2 separate regions of the Mus musculus genome follow, and region 2 is linked to region 1. A link is a contact called in public promoter capture Hi-C data. All regions are on one chromosome and are shown on one strand. The core of a region is the stretch at or near the end of the contact, and the rest is flanking DNA. Distances in the headings are between cores, read along the strand shown.

Region 1 (3,237 bases), core at 508-3,007:
CAAGCCCCATGCTCCTCTTGTCCTAGCCCTAGTTCTTGGGTTACAGATGTGAGTCACATTTGGCTCCACTTCTCAGCTTTCTGTGTCAAAGGTTCACTCCTGAGAGTTCCCTGGTTTCAATGCTTGTTTCCTTGTTTGCTTGGAGAGTAGACATCTCACTGTACTGCCAGGCCGGCCTTGGACTTGGGAATCCTGCATCAGCCTCCCAAGTAGCTAAACATGATTTTTCCTTTGCATGTTACATGTGGTGTGATACTTGCTTGTGTTCATTGTATATATACATGTAGATGTGCACATGCCTTATAGACACTAGAGGGTAACTTCAGTCTTCCTCTGTAGTAGTTCCATATTCCAGATGTCTGAGACATTTGCTAATCCAGGTTGTCTGGACAGATGAAACAAGTATGGCTTTCCTGATTGGAGAGTACACAGGCTGAAGATGAAGATGTGAGGGAGAGACCAGAGTTGTGTGTCAATGAGGCCTCTCCAGCACTGGCATCAGCTAACTGCCGTACAGTTTCCCTAAAACTAGCAGCTGACAGCAGCTTTGTCCTAGTTTCCTGGGCCAGGGCCTCTCATAGAGCTGCAAGCAGTTGCGGCCTGCCTGCCTGGGAAGGACCGGCTTCCTGCCTTTTCACATGGCGGCTCATACACTAAGGTTTCAGCTCCTTACCACAGACGCTTCTGCACAGGGCACCTACTAACCATTGTGTACACGGTAAGGCAGTGCTAGAGAACACATGAGGCAGTGTCTCACTGCCTATTTACAGGCCCAGGCAACTCATCCTTTTTGCTGTGTTCTGTTTAAAACAAGTCGGGAGGCCTGCTGACTTTTTAGCAGCCTACTTCATAAACACTGACCTACATATCCGCATAAGACCCTGGCTACAGAGTGAGTTAGAAGCCAGCCTGGGTTCCATGAGACCCGGTCTCAAAAGGATGTTGATTCCCTAAGTATGGAGTGGCTGGCAGGCGAGTAGCGTGTTGCGGAGGGGTTAGTGAGCTGTGCGGGAGGAAGTGGTTCCGTGAGGTCTCTCAGACTAGGATGCTTAGAATAGGCGCATGCGATGCAAATGCTGTCTCCACTTCTGAAAATAAAGCCCCTTGTGACAAGCTTCTAGGTGCAGCCATACTGAAGTATTCTAGTTTCCCCTTTGATGTCTCTTGGTGTGCTTTGTTATAATAGTCATTACAATGAGATGGAGTATGACTGCCACCAAGATGTAGGCAGCTCCCCCTCTTAGAATTGGCCTGTTCCCACGTAAGCTTAATGAATTGGTCAGGATCTAGCCGTGAGCTCAGGGCTGTACACTGCTGCCTGCACCACCACCACGTTTCCTGACCTCTGCTCTCCCTTTCCTTGGAAATTCTTACTGGATTCATCTAGCTGCATTTCCCTTCCTGGGTCTCCAAGTGATCTCAGGCTCTCTGTACTGACATTCTTAGGTATCCACTAAACCAGCAGTTAGTCTCCTGAGTCTGAAACTGCTTTGGCTTAGGCTAATCCAGCTTTGAACTAAAGAAAACTTAAGTTTAATCATCAAGGGACTTCTTGTTTCAAGATGGGGTCAGTGTAGCTCTGGCTGGCCAAGAACTTGCTATGTAGATCATGCTGGCTCTAGATTCTGAAATCTGCCGCCTGCCTTTGCTCCAGGACTGAGATTTCACAATATTCACCTCCAGGAATGCTCCTTATCTGTCTTATGTGTGTCTGTGCGGAGTCACAGGCAGCTGTGAACTGCTGATAGGAGTTCTGGGGAGCAGCCTGGGTGTCCTCTGCAGGAGCAGTCACACTCCTACCGCTGAGCTCTCTCGAGGCCCCAGGAGTCTTTAACGTTGTTACAGGAACACTGCACAGATTGCTGTTAAAGCAGTAAAGTTGGGGAGGAGCATGCTCTCTGTGCTGTGTACAGTTGAAATGGAGAGAGGATCTTAAAAGATGAGCACACCAGAGGCCAAGACTAAGCAGTGGACAAAGACCACAAAGGACCGCAGTGCCACCCTGACATTTATAGGTTAGAAGCTACAATGTGATTCTATCAACCGCTGTGTTCTGTGTGTTGACCCTAATTGGTAAAGCAGTTAAATGCTCTGTGCCAAACCCTGAATATGACCTGCTATGATGCTACATACTGGAAATCTGGATGCTACACCATGGAATCCCTGCCTAGACTGCTGCTCATACTGGCCAAACCTGCACTCACTAACTATAAATGTTCCGACTTTACAGCTTTCAGAAGTGCACAGGTTCTAAGAAGGTAGATAGCTACACTCACATCCAGGTTTAAAGTCAGATGCTATTTGGTGCAACTCCCATCCATACCCCACTCCAGCTTATCCAAGGCGTCATAACCGAGAACCTTTGCCAGTTCAGCTAGTGATGGTGCCATCTAGTGGTGAGTTTCTGTTACAGGTACTACATGTTTGAGTAAAAAGCCTTATTAGCTTAGCCCCTGTGCCAAATCAGTCTTTTTTTTTTTTTTTTTTTTTTTTTAAGATCATATTAAAGGCAGGTTTATTGGGAATTGAGGCCAGGAGGAGTTGCCATTGGGAGGGATGGGGGACAGAGAAAGAGAGAAAGGGTATGAGCATAGAGAAAAGAGAGAGAGGAAAAGTGCCAAATCAGTCTTTGTCATGCTTAATAAAGTTTCTTGTTCCCGTAACAAAATGCTATTTCTTAAACATCCATCAGTCATGGATTAGTATGCAGGGTTTCTTTTTAAACTGCAATACAAAGGGACCAAGAAATAAAACTGACCTGGTAGTTTAGTTTGCCATCAAGCATGAAGCCTCAAGTTCAGTAGCCAGCACTGATTTCATGTGGTGGCCCATGGAATACCAGCATTCCTGGAGGTGGTAGCAAGAAGACTTAAGGCCACCCTAGGTTACATGAGACCCCATCTCAAAATAAGCGGGTGCGGAGATGGCTTGATTAGGAGTGTGTCCTGTACAGAGTTAAGATCCCAGCATCTGCCGGGCAGTGGTGCTGCACGCCTTTAATCCCAGCACTCAGGAGGCAGGCAAAGTTTGAGTCCAGCCTGGTATACAGAGGGAGCTCCAGGGAAGCCAGGGCTGTACAGAGAAACTCTCTCAAAAGAACAGATCGGGGCTGGGTATGGTGGCGCACGCCTTTAATCCCAGCACTCAGGAGGCAGAGGCAGGCAGATTTCTGAGTTCCAGGACAGCTAGGGCTACACAGAGAAACCCTGTCTTGAAAAACCAAAAAAAAAAAAAAAA
Region 2 (2,950 bases), core at 217-2,716, 780 kb before region 1:
TTAATAGTTCTAGATTGATTCATTTTTGAGACAGTCTCCTCTAGCCCAGGCTAGCTTCAAACTTGGTATGTACCTGAGCGTATCCTTGGACTCCTCCCAATCCTCCTGCCTTCTCGTACATTTATCTTTAAAACAAACACACAAACACACATATAAACAACAAAAAAACCCTTTCAATACTTATTCAGAATGTTAACCAATGTTGTGAACTCCATTTTGGGAACTAGATCAGGTAGAGCCCACCCCTTTTCTATATTGGTTTAATATAGGCATAGTAGTTAATTCGAGGTGTACTAGCTAAATAGAGGTGCCCAATTAATTAAAATGTACTGGTTAAATAGAGTATACTGGTTAATTAGAGATGCATTGGTTATTTGAGCAGTGCTAGTTAAATAGAGGTATGCTGGCTAATTACAGATATCCAGATAGAGTAAAGATGTACTAGTTAAATATAGATATTTTGGCTAAGTGGAGATGTGCTGGTAAATTAGAGGTGTGTTTGTTAAATAGAAGTGTACTAGATAGTTAGATGTTAACTAGAGACACACTAGTTAAATATGGGTGTGCTGGTTAAATAGAAGTGTAACTGATTAAATAGAAATAAACCTGTTAAATAGGGGCTACTGCATGAATAGTTTGCATTACCATTTTACCAAATATAAAACAAGAAGGTACTTTGGCAATGTGAAATGTTGATATACATTTTTTCATATTTATGAGATTGCTAAAGCAATTATAATGCACTTGTTATCTTTTAAATTCTTTATTTTTAAATGTTATTTTCAAGCATTATTTTTAAATGTTATTTTCACGGCACCAACAATGAATGTAAATCTTAAGCCTTTCCACTGCATTAAGAATAGTTTCCTAAGCGCACTGAACTTGCCTTTCCTTCACTCTGACACTCTACTCTCCACCCAGGACATTGCGTACTACCAAGCTCTGTCAGCCGAGGGGTTGCAGACAGATGCTGCAAGAATTCCCCCCAGTGCTGCTGTATCCCAAGAGTTGTATGAGCCAGGACTGGAGCCTTCAGCGACTGCCAAGCTGGGTGACTTACAACGTTCCTGGGAAACCTTAAAAAACGTGGTAAGTCTTTAAAGCGTTGAACTGTTCAAGCTCCTCAGACATCCATCGCTTTCAGTATCATCTTATGAAATGCACGCAGAGTTACACATCTAGGAGACAGTCAGATGCCCTTGAGTAAAGCTGTGAGGAAAGAAATGTCACAACCTGCAAGATAAGAAGCAGGAAGCTGTTGGTAAGGTCTCTTTTCTTGTTCAGATCAGTGAGAAACAGCGGACTCTCTACGAAGTTTTGGAACGCCAGCAGAAGTACCAAGACTCTCTCCAATCCATCTCGACTAAAATGGAGGCCATGGAGATGAAGCTAGGTGAGAGCCTCGAGCCCAGCCGGAGTCCAGAGAGCCAGATGGCTGAGCACCAGGTAAAAATAGCAATCTCAATGACTTCAGCTTCCTGCGAGATGGATTCAGAGTACACTGTAGCTGGCCTGTCAGGCTCCTCGTGGGGAGAACAGGGCAGCAGTTCTTGTTGGAGTGAGCAAGATTCCAAAAGGTGGGAGTTGCCACCACTCCTTCAGGGTGGGTGGGGTCTAAGAAGGAAACAGAGGAAATCAGACCTGGATTCTAATTTTAGAAAACTACATGCGTTGGTGTTGCTTGGGGATTTTTCTGATACTAGCTGTCTTTTCTTCTAGTTGCCAGATTGATTTTGTTTAGTTATGAGCCTTTGTTGTAAGAACAAATATGAAATTTATATCCCAAATTGGCCTCATCAGGGAATGCTCCCCAGATTTCAGTGGGAAAGAGTTCTAAGTTTTCATCTTGTGTTGCTCTGACTCCAGTCATTTTTCAAAGCTTATGCAAGTTAGAGAAAGAGTCAAGATCTATGTGAAGAAAGAGCTGATTCCATAAATCTAATTTAGAAAGATGCTACCCAAAAGGCAACAGCTTAAAATGTATGCTAAAATCACACATGGCGAGTGGGCACTGCCAGTGAGACCTACTCAGTGCTTTAATGTCACTTATGTGGCAAAACTGAGGTCTAAGGATGTGGAGACCTGCTTTAGTCTGGGTGCTGAGTCCACACGACATAGGAAAGTACTGCACAATGCTAATTAGGACCCAGCAGCATATGACAGTCCCCCCCCCCCAAAAGCAGAGGGCAAGAAAGATGTTTTTAGTTGTTAATTGACCTATAGGCCCCATAGATTGATGCATGGTGCTTTTTGCCTAGAATCCAGGTTCAGTTCCTAGCACCCTCCTGGTGGTTCACAACCACGTATAACTCTAGTATCAGGGATCTGATATGATCTTCTGACCTCTAGGCTATCAGACACACAAGTGGTGCATATGTATGTGTGTATACATACATATATACATACACACACACACACACATGGACCAAACAGTCCTAGACATAAAAGTAATTACATGTAACTGAACAAAAAAAGCCAGGTGTTCAGTACACATCAATAATTCTAGCACACAGGAAATGAAAGAGCAGTCCAGTGCAACTAGACCCACTTAGGGGACCATCACAGAACAGAGCAGGAGCTGGAGAGGCGGCTCAGTGGGTAAGAGCACTTCCTGCTTCCCAGCACCCCTCTGAGAGATTCATGGCTATTCAAATCTCTTGCTCCAGAGGATCAGATGCCCTCTTCTGGCCTCTTCAGACAACCCCACACACGTGGCACTTACACAGAAACACATGTACACATATATAAACAATAAAATATGAATCTTAAGAGAGAGATAAAAGCGCAAAGTGACAGACATGTCTGTTAGAGACAGCACAGCTTATCAGCTTTAGAAACGAGGCTATAGAGCTGTGATTCACGCGCGCACACACACACACACACACACACACACACACACACACACTACCGCTCTACACTCCATTTGGACTCTACTATAAACGTGGACTTC

Evidence for each region. Capture Hi-C pulls out chosen DNA fragments and counts their contacts.
Region 2: a promoter capture Hi-C map of adipose tissue shows a contact between it and region 1. The contact joins two enhancer-like sites. A contact is called at or near these places in 3 of 15 datasets of contacts at CTCF or cohesin (the NIH/3T3 cell line, large pre-B cells and pro-B cells), 2 of 484 Hi-C or Micro-C datasets (bone marrow-derived macrophages and embryonic stem cells), 5 of 115 datasets of contacts at active chromatin or transcription factors (the 230-238 cell line, bone marrow-derived macrophages, embryonic fibroblasts and 2 more) and 2 of 9 other capture datasets (adipose tissue and macrophages).

What each region holds. Positions count from the first base shown.
Region 1 is chr10:4,404,226-4,407,462 of GRCm38.p6, reverse strand. The region is part of intron 11 of Rmnd1 (required for meiotic nuclear division 1 homolog); the gene reads left to right. Among named protein-coding and RNA genes, the nearest start is that of Zbtb2, 18 kb to the right of the region's middle. Within about 2 kb of position 1,757, at least 34 of the 459 cell types and tissues checked have an H3K27ac peak or open chromatin away from gene starts, as enhancers often do. A contact at or near this core is called in adipose tissue, where this site is marked.
Region 2 is chr10:5,183,892-5,186,841 of GRCm38.p6, reverse strand. Syne1 (spectrin repeat containing, nuclear envelope 1) reads left to right here. Exons shown (of 146, transcript NM_001347711.1): 93 at 922-1,089; 94 at 1,285-1,446. Among named protein-coding and RNA genes, the nearest start is that of Gm51757, 140 kb to the left of the region's middle. Within about 2 kb of position 1,466, at least 34 of the 459 cell types and tissues checked have an H3K27ac peak or open chromatin away from gene starts, as enhancers often do. A contact at or near this core is called in adipose tissue, where this site is marked.